Linked DNA regions of Mus musculus: all the other regions are linked to region 2. The links are chromatin contacts, called in public HiChIP or PLAC-seq and promoter capture Hi-C maps. All regions are on one chromosome and are shown on one strand. Each heading gives the region's core, a stretch centred on a gene start, on an enhancer-like site or on the middle of the called end of the contact. The rest is flanking DNA. Distances are from core to core; before and after follow the strand shown.

Region 1 (3,365 bases), core at 152-2,651, 560 kb before region 2:
GGAGGGTGGCACAAGGGGCCTGGAATGCGGCTGAGTCAGGCTCTGCTCATCAGCCAATCAAAAAGGTGCAGATGCAGCGCAGTGCAGCCTTAGTCCCTGGTCGGTCACACAGCCTAGCACCCCACAGCCAACTGTAAACACTATTTTTAACCTCTGTGAAAACATGTTGCTTCGGAGGAGGGCAAGCCTACAGCTGCGTTCTCCACAAACCTCTTTCCTGGGTGGAAAGACTGAGCCCTGAGGGGATCAGAGCCCTGGAAGATAGAGTTAGCAGCCGGCTAGCTCAGAGCTGGAGGAGGAAGGAGGGTTTGATGGCCCGAGGCAGAATGTCCAGTAGTCGGGTGTGAATGACCTGTTCTCTGGCTGCAGAGCTGTGTGGACCCTCAGGGTGGCCCTGGGTCTAAGGGATGATTCCTCCCTATTCCTGTTTCCCCATTAAAGAAAGTGTGCTGGGGCGGGGCAGGGGGGGGGGTGAGAAGGAGGGTTACTGATCAAGCCTAAAAGCTTCCTTTATTTTTTTTAACATGTCTACTCATATCAAGGCTTTGTCTAGCTTGTCTTTGCTATATATACAGTACTGTTCTGAACATACACACTGTGTGTTCAGTCTCCTATTTGCCATGTTCTCATTGTGAAGCTGGCCCTCTTCCTACCAGATCCCCACCATTCCATCTTGTAATTTGTAATTGCCACTTAGTTAACACTACGGCTACTGCATCCTAGCCCTGTGCCTACCGCTATGCTCTCCTTCTGGCCAGGATGAAACTGACACAATGTGACAAGAGCTAGAACATTACAACTTGAAGATTCTGAGGAGAGGCTCCACCTCCACCACCCCCATACCCACTCCTCCAAGATACTGGCCCTGGGCTTCAGGGACATGTGGCTCTGGGGAGGGGGCTCTATGAGGCACAAGCAGAGGAAAACCATCTGGAGCAGCAGAGACTGCCAAGGAGCTGCTGTCCCTGGAGCGGGAGCGGAAGCAGGGAACACAGGAGAGGGGAGCCGGAGGCTGAGTCTGGGTCCCTCACCCTCTTCTGTCTCTTAGACTTAAGTAGTAAGAGGCTTTGCTCTAGCAAAGGGCCCAGTGTCAGAGAAACCCTCCGTCTCCCCTGACTATTCTACTATTCTTCTCCCTTGACCTTACCTTGGCCCTCTCTGAGACACTGCCCTCACTGAGGGGCTGGTCTGGGGTAGAGTGGTCACTGGTTCATAAAGAAGGGACAAAGCTGGCCTACAGAAGTCCTAAAGTCCCCACCTCCTAAAGTCCTCAGGGAAGCCTCCTGTCTTCAGGGGGTGGGGCCCCTGTTATCTCATATGTTGTCACTCTCCAGGTCACTGGGGGCAGTGATTGTGTGGGGTCACCATGGCAATGAAGTGGGGGCAGGGCACCTAGGGCATGGAGCAGGACTATGGAAGACACCAAGAAGGTGGGGGGCCCTGATCCATCGGGCCCCCAGGGCCATCCACTGCCTAGCAGCCAGCAGCTAACGGGTGGCTTCAAAGTGTCCCAGGGACCATGGATGAACCCTAAATCCCTCTACTCGAAGCAAGGGCTGTCACTCTCCACCGGGGCCATCAACTCAACCTCTCAGGCTCCTGCCTCTCAACCCATGCTTCAACTACTCCATAATTCTGCTCAGGTCAACTCCCAGTGTGACTATGCACGGGCCTCCCAGGACACCTCGAGATTCTCTTCTAACCCATACCCAAACCCCGTTGTGGGAACCCAGGAGCATCTCCTCATGGATGATGGGACTCAGACTCTGCCAATGCCCCCAGACAACAACGGCACAGATGACAAAGCCCAGTACAGATTCAACCTCTCCCAGAATCAGTTACAGATTGGGAGGGAGAGCAAGGCTCCAGCTAAAGTCCTGGTAGGCTGGGGCAAAGGAACCTGTAACATTGGCCAGATGGCCTCTGAGGGCTCCAGAAAGAGTCGATGGCTACCCTACTTCCTCTCGGGAGAGAGTGGTGTAGTTGAAGGTCAAGCACCTCTTCTGACTCAGGCTCCAGTCCAAGATCAGAGGCAAGACAAGTGTCCATGTCTGGCTCAGTCTCCCACCCTAAACAAGGCGACTTCTTCACCGTCACTGCCTCTTCCAACCTCAGTGCCAGCTTCTGTCGCAGCTGTCAACGGATTACCAGCACCTGCCGCAGTTAAACCTTACACCTATAGTCCCAACTACCTGACTAATACCACTGCAGCCGCTAAAGACCTGCCTCTTGATCTAAGGAACGGGGGCAACCAATTGTCTGTTCTCTCAGATCCTTCCAAAAAGGACAAAGTATATTTTTTCCTTAAGGAGACTCCTCCCACTCCAACATCTAGTCCAGCAGAATTTTCACCCAAAATCCAGGACCAAGAAGTTGCCAAGGTGCAGGTGCCAATCCAGCAATCTGAGTACCCTGCAAAGAAGTGTCTAGTCTCCAGGCTAGACACCTTAACATCAACCTCAGAGCCTCTAGACTCTTTCAAGATACAGGAGAATAGCCACAAGGTTTGCAGCTCTCATCCAGACAAGCAGCCCCCCAATGCCTGCAACAACAACAACTGCTCTAACGTGCCACTGCCGGTCCTACAAGGAGCCTACAGCAAGCATTCCCTTCCCCAGTCTCCCAGAGGAGTCATACAGAGTCCCATTTCTGGCGCCCCAACCTGCCAGCTCCAGGATGCTGTAGAAGACCATGTGCTGGTATTTGATATGGCCACAGGCAATACAAGGATGGGGTTGTTGTGCCATGATCCCATGGGCTCACGGGCAGTGCTTGTAGGTCTCACACCCAGCCACCCATCAAATCATGTTTCTGATAATACGCTGTCTGCTTGGTCATTATCCAGGCCAATTCTCTCCCCTAACAGTGATCACCCCAGCCTCTGGTCTACCACAGCCGTGCTGTCTAGCCCTGTACCCTCCAGTCTCTCAGCTGGAAGCTACCGAGAGGTAGCCCTGGTTTCCAAGGAGGCCAAACATAATCTAGAGCCACGGACTTCCCCTGGCACCGAAAGCCCTATCAGAATGCTTGCCAGACCTGTTGTACCGGGGACACCCATCCAATATGGTGAAAAGATATCAGCCCAAGTTCCTGATCCTAGCTGGCCCAAATCTGATGCTGAAAAGATGGGCACCGACCACACTATCTGGAAGCTGGACAGTCCCACGGTCCAGCCTAGGAAGTTGCAGTGGATAAAGCCAGATCCTGTTTCAACAGTCGATATCCAGGTAGTGTCCAGATCGCCACTCCAGGAGAAAGCAGGCAGCACTAACCAGCAAGCAGCTCACCCTAGTGTTCCTCAGGCTGAAGGTACTGGACAAGTCTTCCTCACTGGACAGAGTTTCCTCAATGGGCAGAACCTCCTG
Region 2 (3,620 bases), core at 175-2,674:
GCGCCTAGCCAGTGAGATTGCAGAACGCGTCCGAAGCCTGGCCGACGTGGACACAATCCTGGCCCATACCATGGGCGACGTGCGTCGGGCTGAACAGCTACTGCAAGATGCGCACCGGGCACGGTCTGACCCCCAAGCCTGGTCCCCATTCCTGAAACCTGGTCCTGATACCTGTAGACCCTGATCTCCCCTCTTCCTCAGGAGCCGGGCCGAGGGTGAGAGACAGAAGGCAGAGACAGTCCAAGCGGCACTGGAGGAGGCTCAGAGGGCACAAGGAGCTGCTCAGGGTGCCATCTGGGGAGCAGTGGTTGACACACAAAACACAGAGCAGACCCTGCAGCGGGTATGACTTCCTTAGGACGAGGTGATGGGCATGTACTAAGGATCTGGCTTGCTTTGTCTGGGACAGGGAGGTCTTACTGTGTAGCCCTGGGCAGCCTGGAAGTTACAGAGATCAACTTGCTTCTCCTTCTCAGTTGCTGGTACTAAAGGTGGATTTGTTAAACCTGGGCCTTTCTGTGGCAGGTCCAGGAGAGGATGGCAGGTGCAGAGAAGTCTCTGAACTCTGCCGGTGAGCGGGCTCGGCAATTAGACGCCCTCCTGGAGGCCCTGAAACTGAAACGGGCAGGAAATAGCCTGGCAGCATCTACAGCGGAAGAAACAGCAGGCAGTGCCCAGAGCCGTGCCAGGGAGGCTGAGAAAGTGGGTTGGGCGAAGCCCTCTGGATGGGGTAGGGGTATTATAGTTAGAATTCCACTGAATTAGTATACCGACCCTGCCTCTTACATCTGCAGCAACTACGGGAACAAGTAGGTGACCAATACCAAACAGTGAGGGCGTTGGCAGAGCGGAAGGCTGAAGGTGTTCTGGCTGCACAAGCCAGGGCAGAACAACTGCGGGATGAGGCTCGGGACCTGTTGCAGGCCGCTCAGGATAAGCTGCAGCGGCTACAGGGTGAGGACCATGGTGGGCGGGAGCTAGAAAGGTGGGCTTGCGTGAGAAAAGACTTGAACTATTTCTTGACCCTTCTAGAGCTGGAGGGCACATATGAGGAGAACGAGCGTGCACTGGAGGGCAAAGCGGCCCAGCTGGATGGGCTGGAAGCCAGGATGCGCAGTGTGCTCCAGGCCATCAACTTGCAGGTCCAGATCTACAACACCTGCCAGTGACCACTCCCTAGGGCCTAGCCTTGTCGCCAAGCACTGTTCTGCACACGATCGTCCGCACATTAAAGAGCTCCTGGCTAGCAAGAGCTTTCAATAAACCTGTGTGAACCTCCTCTGTGTTGTCTGGCCTTTGATGGGAGGGGCGGAGGACCTTTATACACGCCATCAGCTGTAGGCTACCAGCAGAGGCCGAGCACCGGAACCCCTCCTCTTCCTTTCCCGCCCTCCCCAAAGCTGCCCTTCACCAAGAGCTCCCACTCTTGCCGGAAGTGCGTCATCAGCTCGGCACCCCGCCTCCCGTAGCCGTAGCTAGAAGTCGAAACAAAACAAGCGGCTGAAGCAGCGGCGAAGGCGGCGGTGGCGGAGGAGCCGGGACGGGGGAGGGGCGCGCCGGAACCGGAACCGACCCGACGCCGGAACCGGAATCGAGAGCGTGTTGCCAGGGCCCGAAGAGGGCTGGTGGCGGCGGTCTCGCTCGGTGAGTGGTGTGGGCCTCAAGTCGCCGGTTTGGCCGCAGCGGGGGAAGGCCGCAAGGTTGGCCCGGGGCGGGCCTGTTCAAGGTCACGGGCCGTGCCAGCCCCGACATCTCGAGCCTCGCGGCGTGCTCGGCCTACCGATGCCGACCGAGCCGTTATGCTACCCCTGTGGCCGGCCTCTCTGTTTTTAAGAGGATTAGCGGCGAGCGAGGGTGGCTTCCTGGAGGAGGTGGTGGCAGGCCTGGGATTCGGAGGCTGGAGGAGGGCAGCATCCTAGCCGGGGCGTTGGTCTGCGTTCAGTAACTCTGCGCAGCTTCTCTAACCAGCTGGGATCTCCGGATAGTTTCTCTGCCGCTTCGACGGCTTTCAGAGCATGGGGGAGGGATTCCGGCTGTGAATCGGGCCTCGGTGTAAGGAGGAAACGGCGGGTGCTCTGCCCAGAGGCCTGGACGGACTGTCACTAAAGATTCCGCTCATCACTCTTATCGTCCAAGGGTATTTTTATCACCCCACTCTCCCCTAAGGGAACACAGGCTACAGTTCAATCTCCTTCGTCTCGCAAGCCGGGCTTGAGGCTGCCAGGGCTAGTACTAGGTCTACGTTCCATCTCCACCCTCACTAGTTTTGAGAACTTCACTTTGGATGGAGGGAGCCCGAATCCACACACAGGTGGGAAACAGATCAGGCCTCCGTGGCTCAGAGCTGATGATGAAGGAAGGAACCTGGAGACAGGGGTGATGTCTGTTTCGTTGTTAAGCCTATCACCGTGTCTTAAAACTGGAGTCCACTCCTCATTTTTTTTTTTTTCGAGACAGGGTTTCTCTGTGTAGCCCTGGCTGTCCTGGAACTCACTCTGTAGACCAGGCTGGCCTCGAACTCAGAAAATCCGCCTGCCTCTGCCTCCCAAGTGCTGGGATTAAAGGCGTGCGCCACCACCACCCGCCTCCACTCCTAATCTTTAAGGCTGAGGAGAGAGAGATCGATCCTTCTTTAGGTGGAAACAAAAGATCAAGTTTCAGGAGCTGGTTTATGGCAAAAAATAGGAGCCGGCAGGAAGCAGACTAGATGCTTTAGTACCAGAGCCTTTCTGGTTAGTGGCAGCACCTGGGGCCGTTTTCAGCTTCAGAGTCTGCCCTTCTGCTGCTCTGACTATTCCTTGGTCTCCCTCTCTGCTGCCTGACTCCTTCACTCTCTACTTGTCTGGCGGTGACTAAGCAGCCGGCGAGAGTGAAGGAAGCAGAGCAGGCTGCTCAGAGTGCAGACCTGTGGGTTGGAGCCATGGCTCTCATCCAGAGGATGATCCTGGTCCCAGGCCACAACTGCCTTGACCTAGCACTTCCTCAGTGCAGCCTTCCAGCGTTGTGGGTTTCTGTAGATACCCAGGAGGCGTGGCCTGAAGCACTTGCCACTGCTTGAATTATTTATTTCCTCACAGGGTAGCCTCACAGTGCGCATGGCTGCCTCAGCTGGTGAGAATCCTGCCCATTAGGGTTCAGAGAGGCCTGCGTTGCTCAGCCCTTGTAGGCAGGGAGCAGATCACTTGGCCTTGGCAGTGACTCGTGGTCTATTTTCATTAGGCTCTTGGTTCTTTGCTGAAGAATTTGGCCACAAAGAGTTGCCAAGATAGCTGGGCCGGGAAGAAAGCGCCGCAGCCCTGACCCAGACGCTGTTGCCGACTCTGGGCCACTCTGGCTGGCTACCAAGCGGCTCAAGATGTCTGCAGGGGCCAGTGCTACAGGGCCCAGGAGGGGGCCGCCAGGACTGGAAGAGGCCACTAGTAAGAAGAAACAGAAGGATCGAGCAAACCTGGAAAGTAAAGATGGAGATGCTAGGAGAGGTAGGAGGGGCTTTTCCAGAGTGCCTACGGCTTCCCTTATCACTGGACATGCAAGTATTGGGGTGGGGGTGGGGGTCCTGTCTCTTCCTCCTCTATCCTGGTTTGATGGGGAGAAAAAGATCCATGGCAGGCTGGGTAGAA
Region 3 (3,675 bases), core at 894-3,393, 960 kb before region 2:
AGCATTGGTGTTTTGCCTGCATGTATTTCTGTGTGAGGATGTCAGATGCCCTGGAACTGGAGTTACAAACAGTTGTGAGCCACCATGTGGGTGCTGGGAACTGGGCCAGGGTCCTTTGGAAGAGCATCCAATGCTCTTAACCTCTGAACCATCTTTCCAGCCCCAGATTCTGATAATTTTTTAATAAGGTTTTTGGTACTTGGTTACTATCGTCCCTGTGGCCCATGGTTATTACTGACAGTGTCATTATAATTTGTGCTATTACTGTACTCTGAATAAATTTATTCTTGCTTCTATAGGAACAAATGAGTTGTTTTAGTTTTGTTTTGTTTTGTTTTGTTTTGTTTTGTTTTGGGGTGTGTGTGTGTGTGTGTGTGTGTAATATGGCATGGGATGTCCCTCTCCTGAAAATTGTTTATTCAAAAATCAAATCTGATTAAGTATTTGACTCTATTTTGTTTTGGGTTTTGGTTTTTAGTTTGGGTTTTGTTTTAGGGAGTTTTTTGTATAGCCTTTGCTGTCCTAGAGCTAACTCTGTAGACCAGGCTGGCCTCCAATTCACAGAGATCAACCTTAAAGGCTTGAACCACCACTGCCCAGTAACTCTGTATTTTGATTTGCTAAGTCAAACTTAGCAAACACTGGTATATGGCATACAGTAGGAACCCTAACCCCAGACAAAAATAAAAGGTGAAAGGTAGTTTTGAACACACAGGCAGTTGTACTGAGATCAATAGCTAAAAGGGGATTTTATAATAAAGTCCCTTGTAATATAATTAATCACATTTAAAAATATGCATATATATGTGTGTATATATATATGTGTGTGTATATATATATATATATATATATAACAAAAATCTCAGGGTTGGGGAGATGACTCCATAGTTAATAATGCCTGATGCTCTTACAGAGAACCTGTACCCCAGCACCCACATCTGGTGGCTCAGAAATCCAGCTTCCGACATGCTGTGGCCTCTGTGGTGGCTTGCACACTTAACGGCATATACACACAAAGACACACATACATGTAAATAAAATAACTTTTTTGGGGGTGGGGGAGGGTCGAGACAGGGTTTCTCTGTATAGCCCTGGCTGTCCTAAAACTCACTTTGTAGACCAGGCTGGCCTCGAACTCAGAAATCCACCTGCCTCTTCCTCCCGAGTGCTGGGATTAAAGGTGTGTGCCACCACGCCCGGCTATAAAATAACTTTTAAATACATCTCAAACACCCTGTTGACAGCCACTATAGCATAAAGTTGAGCCTAGACCAACTTGGCACTTATAGAGAGACTTAAATATATTTTTTCTTTAATGTTCATTGGTGTTTTGCCTGCATGTGTGTCTGTGTAAGGGTGTCAGAAACCCTGGAACTGGAGTTACAGTTATGAGCTGCCATGTGGTTGCTGGGAATTGAACCCAGGTCCTCTAGAAGAGCAGTCAGTGCTCTTAACCGCTAATCCATCGCTCCAGCTCAAGGGAGATTTCTCTGTCCAGTGGAATCAAGTGGGAAAAGAGTCGCTGAAGTAGCACAGCCTTGACCCTTATTCCCCCTTAGGTGGAAAGTTCATGTACAATTACAAGTACAATTCGCTGGAACAAGGACAATGTGAACGAACACCCAATACAACAATGGCAAGTCGTTTACACAGTTGCCTTCTTTGATCGTTAAGATAGGAAGAGCCTGCCATCATCATCATTTTTAAGGCTCCTGAAATTGCAGCGGGGAACTTGGTCAATAACACAGTGACTACAAATGACTGAACAAGCCCATCTTAGGCTTCACTTGCCAGACGACAGTTTCTGGTTAGTTCACACACGTTGGTACAACTCATCAGAACCGTTCACATTCTTATGTACCTGCTTACAAAGACACTGCTGTACCTGTACAAATCCTAAATAGAGCCAATCTCCTCCAAAGAATTGAGCAAGTGTGTGTGGCCCAAGGCGGTGCTACCTCTTGAACCCGCCCACTTAACACCTCCCTTTACTGCATCAGGAATACTGATCTCAACTTCCATAACTCCTAAGAACTGGAGGAGTAAGCACTGAAAACTACAACTCCCAAGCTCCCTAGCCCGTACACTCTACGGGACCGGTCGGCGCACAGCTTCTGGGACTTGTGGTTCTATGAAGAAACCGGTCGGCTAGGTCCCAAGGACTCCGTATCCCAGCATGCCGAGAAGCCGGAAGGCAAGCGCTCAGAGGGCGTACTGCCGCGGCCGCCGGCGGGGGCGCGCAGGCGCGGCGCCCCTGTTTGTCGGCCCCGGAGAGGGGAGGAGGTACCGTCAAGCCAAAACCCTAGCCCAGCCGGAGCTAAACGGGCTTGACTTGGGCCGGAACGAGGCACCAGTTCCCCGCAGATCGCAGAGTCTCAGAGTGGATGGAGGAAGCCTAGCCTTGAGATTAACGCTAGCCTGGCCGCTGGGCCGACGGAACCCGCAGGCAGGCGAGCCCAAGCTACCCAGGGCCTAACGACAGGTCCCCGGCAAGAAGACTTTCTCCTCGCTTTGGAACTACAACCGGATCAAACCGGAACCAGAGCCTTCCCACGGAACAGAAGCCAGTGAAGTAGCCGGGCCCGGGCCTCCCGTCGGGGCCGAACTGGGACGAGGCCCCGGGGAGGCCCCTAGGCCACCTTCCACACATTCCCTTAAGCCAACGTCCGCCAGGAAGATGCAACGCGCCCTACCTGGTGCCCGCCAACATCTGGGGGCCATCCTGGCCAGCGCCAGCGTGGTGGTGAAGGCACTGTGCGCCGTGGTACTGTTTCTCTACCTGCTTTCCTTCGCTGTGGACACGGGCTGCCTGGCCGTCACCCCAGGCTACCTTTTCCCACCCAACTTCTGGATCTGGACCCTGGCCACCCACGGGCTCATGGAACAGCACGTGTGGGACGTGGCCATTAGCCTGGCCACAGTGGTTGTGGCCGGGCGATTACTGGAGCCCCTCTGGGGAGCCTTGGAGCTGCTCATCTTCTTCTCGGTGGTGAATGTGTCAGTGGGGCTTCTGGGGGCCCTCGCCTACCTCCTCACCTACATGGCTTCCTTCAACTTGGTTTACCTGTTCACTATTCGTATCCACGGCGCCCTGGGTTTCCTAGGTGGTGTTCTGGTAGCCCTCAAGCAAACTATGGGAGACTGTGTGGTTCTGCGAGTGCCCCAGGTCCGCGTCAGCGTCGTTCCCATGCTGTTGCTGGCGTTGCTGCTACTCCTCCGGTTGGCCACGCTGCTCCAGAGCCCAGCCCTGGCTTCCTACGGCTTTGGGCTGCTATCCAGTTGGGTGTATCTTCGCTTCTATCAGCGCCATAGCCGGGGCCGAGGGGACATGGCTGACCATTTTGCTTTTGCCACCTTCTTCCCGGAGATCCTGCAACCGGTGGTGGGGCTGCTAGCGAACTTGGTGCACGGCCTCCTGGTGAAAGTAAAGATATGCCAGAAGACAGTGAAGCGCTACGATGTGGGAGCGCCGTCGTCCATCACTATCAGCCTCCCAGGCACAGACCCTCAAGATGCGGAGCGCAGAAGGTACTGGGAACTTCTCTAAAATCTTGGTAGCTAGACTGTTGGTGTGGCCACATAACCAGCCATTGAGATGTTTGCTCTATATAGGCTGGAGAGCTACAGGCAGGTGTTGGGAGCGGCTTCAGAAAAGGGATTCAGGTCTTGGCCTCG

The links. Promoter capture Hi-C pulls out the DNA fragments that hold promoters and counts their contacts. HiChIP or PLAC-seq counts read pairs in DNA pulled down with a chosen protein or histone mark.
Region 1: a contact with region 2 is called in a promoter capture Hi-C map of hematopoietic stem and progenitor cells, with 4 times the contacts expected there. The contact joins the promoter of Actl11 here to the promoter of Usp19 in region 2. A contact is called at or near these places in 10 of 39 promoter capture datasets (3T3-L1-derived adipocytes, the SN4741 cell line, cranial neural crest and 7 more) and 2 of 9 other capture datasets (adipose tissue and macrophages).
Region 3: a contact with region 2 is called in an H3K4me3 HiChIP or PLAC-seq map of bone marrow-derived macrophages, with 5 times the contacts expected there. The contact joins the promoter of Tmem115 here to the promoter of Usp19 in region 2. A contact is called at or near these places in 1 of 39 promoter capture datasets (liver) and 1 of 115 datasets of contacts at active chromatin or transcription factors (bone marrow-derived macrophages).

What each region holds. Positions count from the first base shown.
Region 1 is chr9:107,927,068-107,930,432 of GRCm38.p6, forward strand. Actl11 (actin-like 11) reads left to right here and starts at 1,402. Exons shown (of 1, transcript NM_026338.3): 1 at 1,402-3,365. The coding sequence starts at 1,413.
Region 2 is chr9:108,489,252-108,492,871 of GRCm38.p6, forward strand. Usp19 (ubiquitin specific peptidase 19) reads left to right here and starts at 1,425. Exons shown (of 27, transcript NM_027804.4): 1 at 1,425-1,644; 2 at 3,220-3,479. The coding sequence starts at 3,356. Lamb2 (laminin, beta 2) reads left to right here. Exons shown (of 33, transcript NM_008483.3): 29 at 1-123; 30 at 202-343; 31 at 526-702; 32 at 795-954; 33 at 1,033-1,279. The coding sequence ends at 1,169.
Region 3 is chr9:107,531,802-107,535,476 of GRCm38.p6, forward strand. Tmem115 (transmembrane protein 115) reads left to right here and starts at 2,144. Exons shown (of 2, transcript NM_019704.2): 1 at 2,144-3,528. The coding sequence starts at 2,678.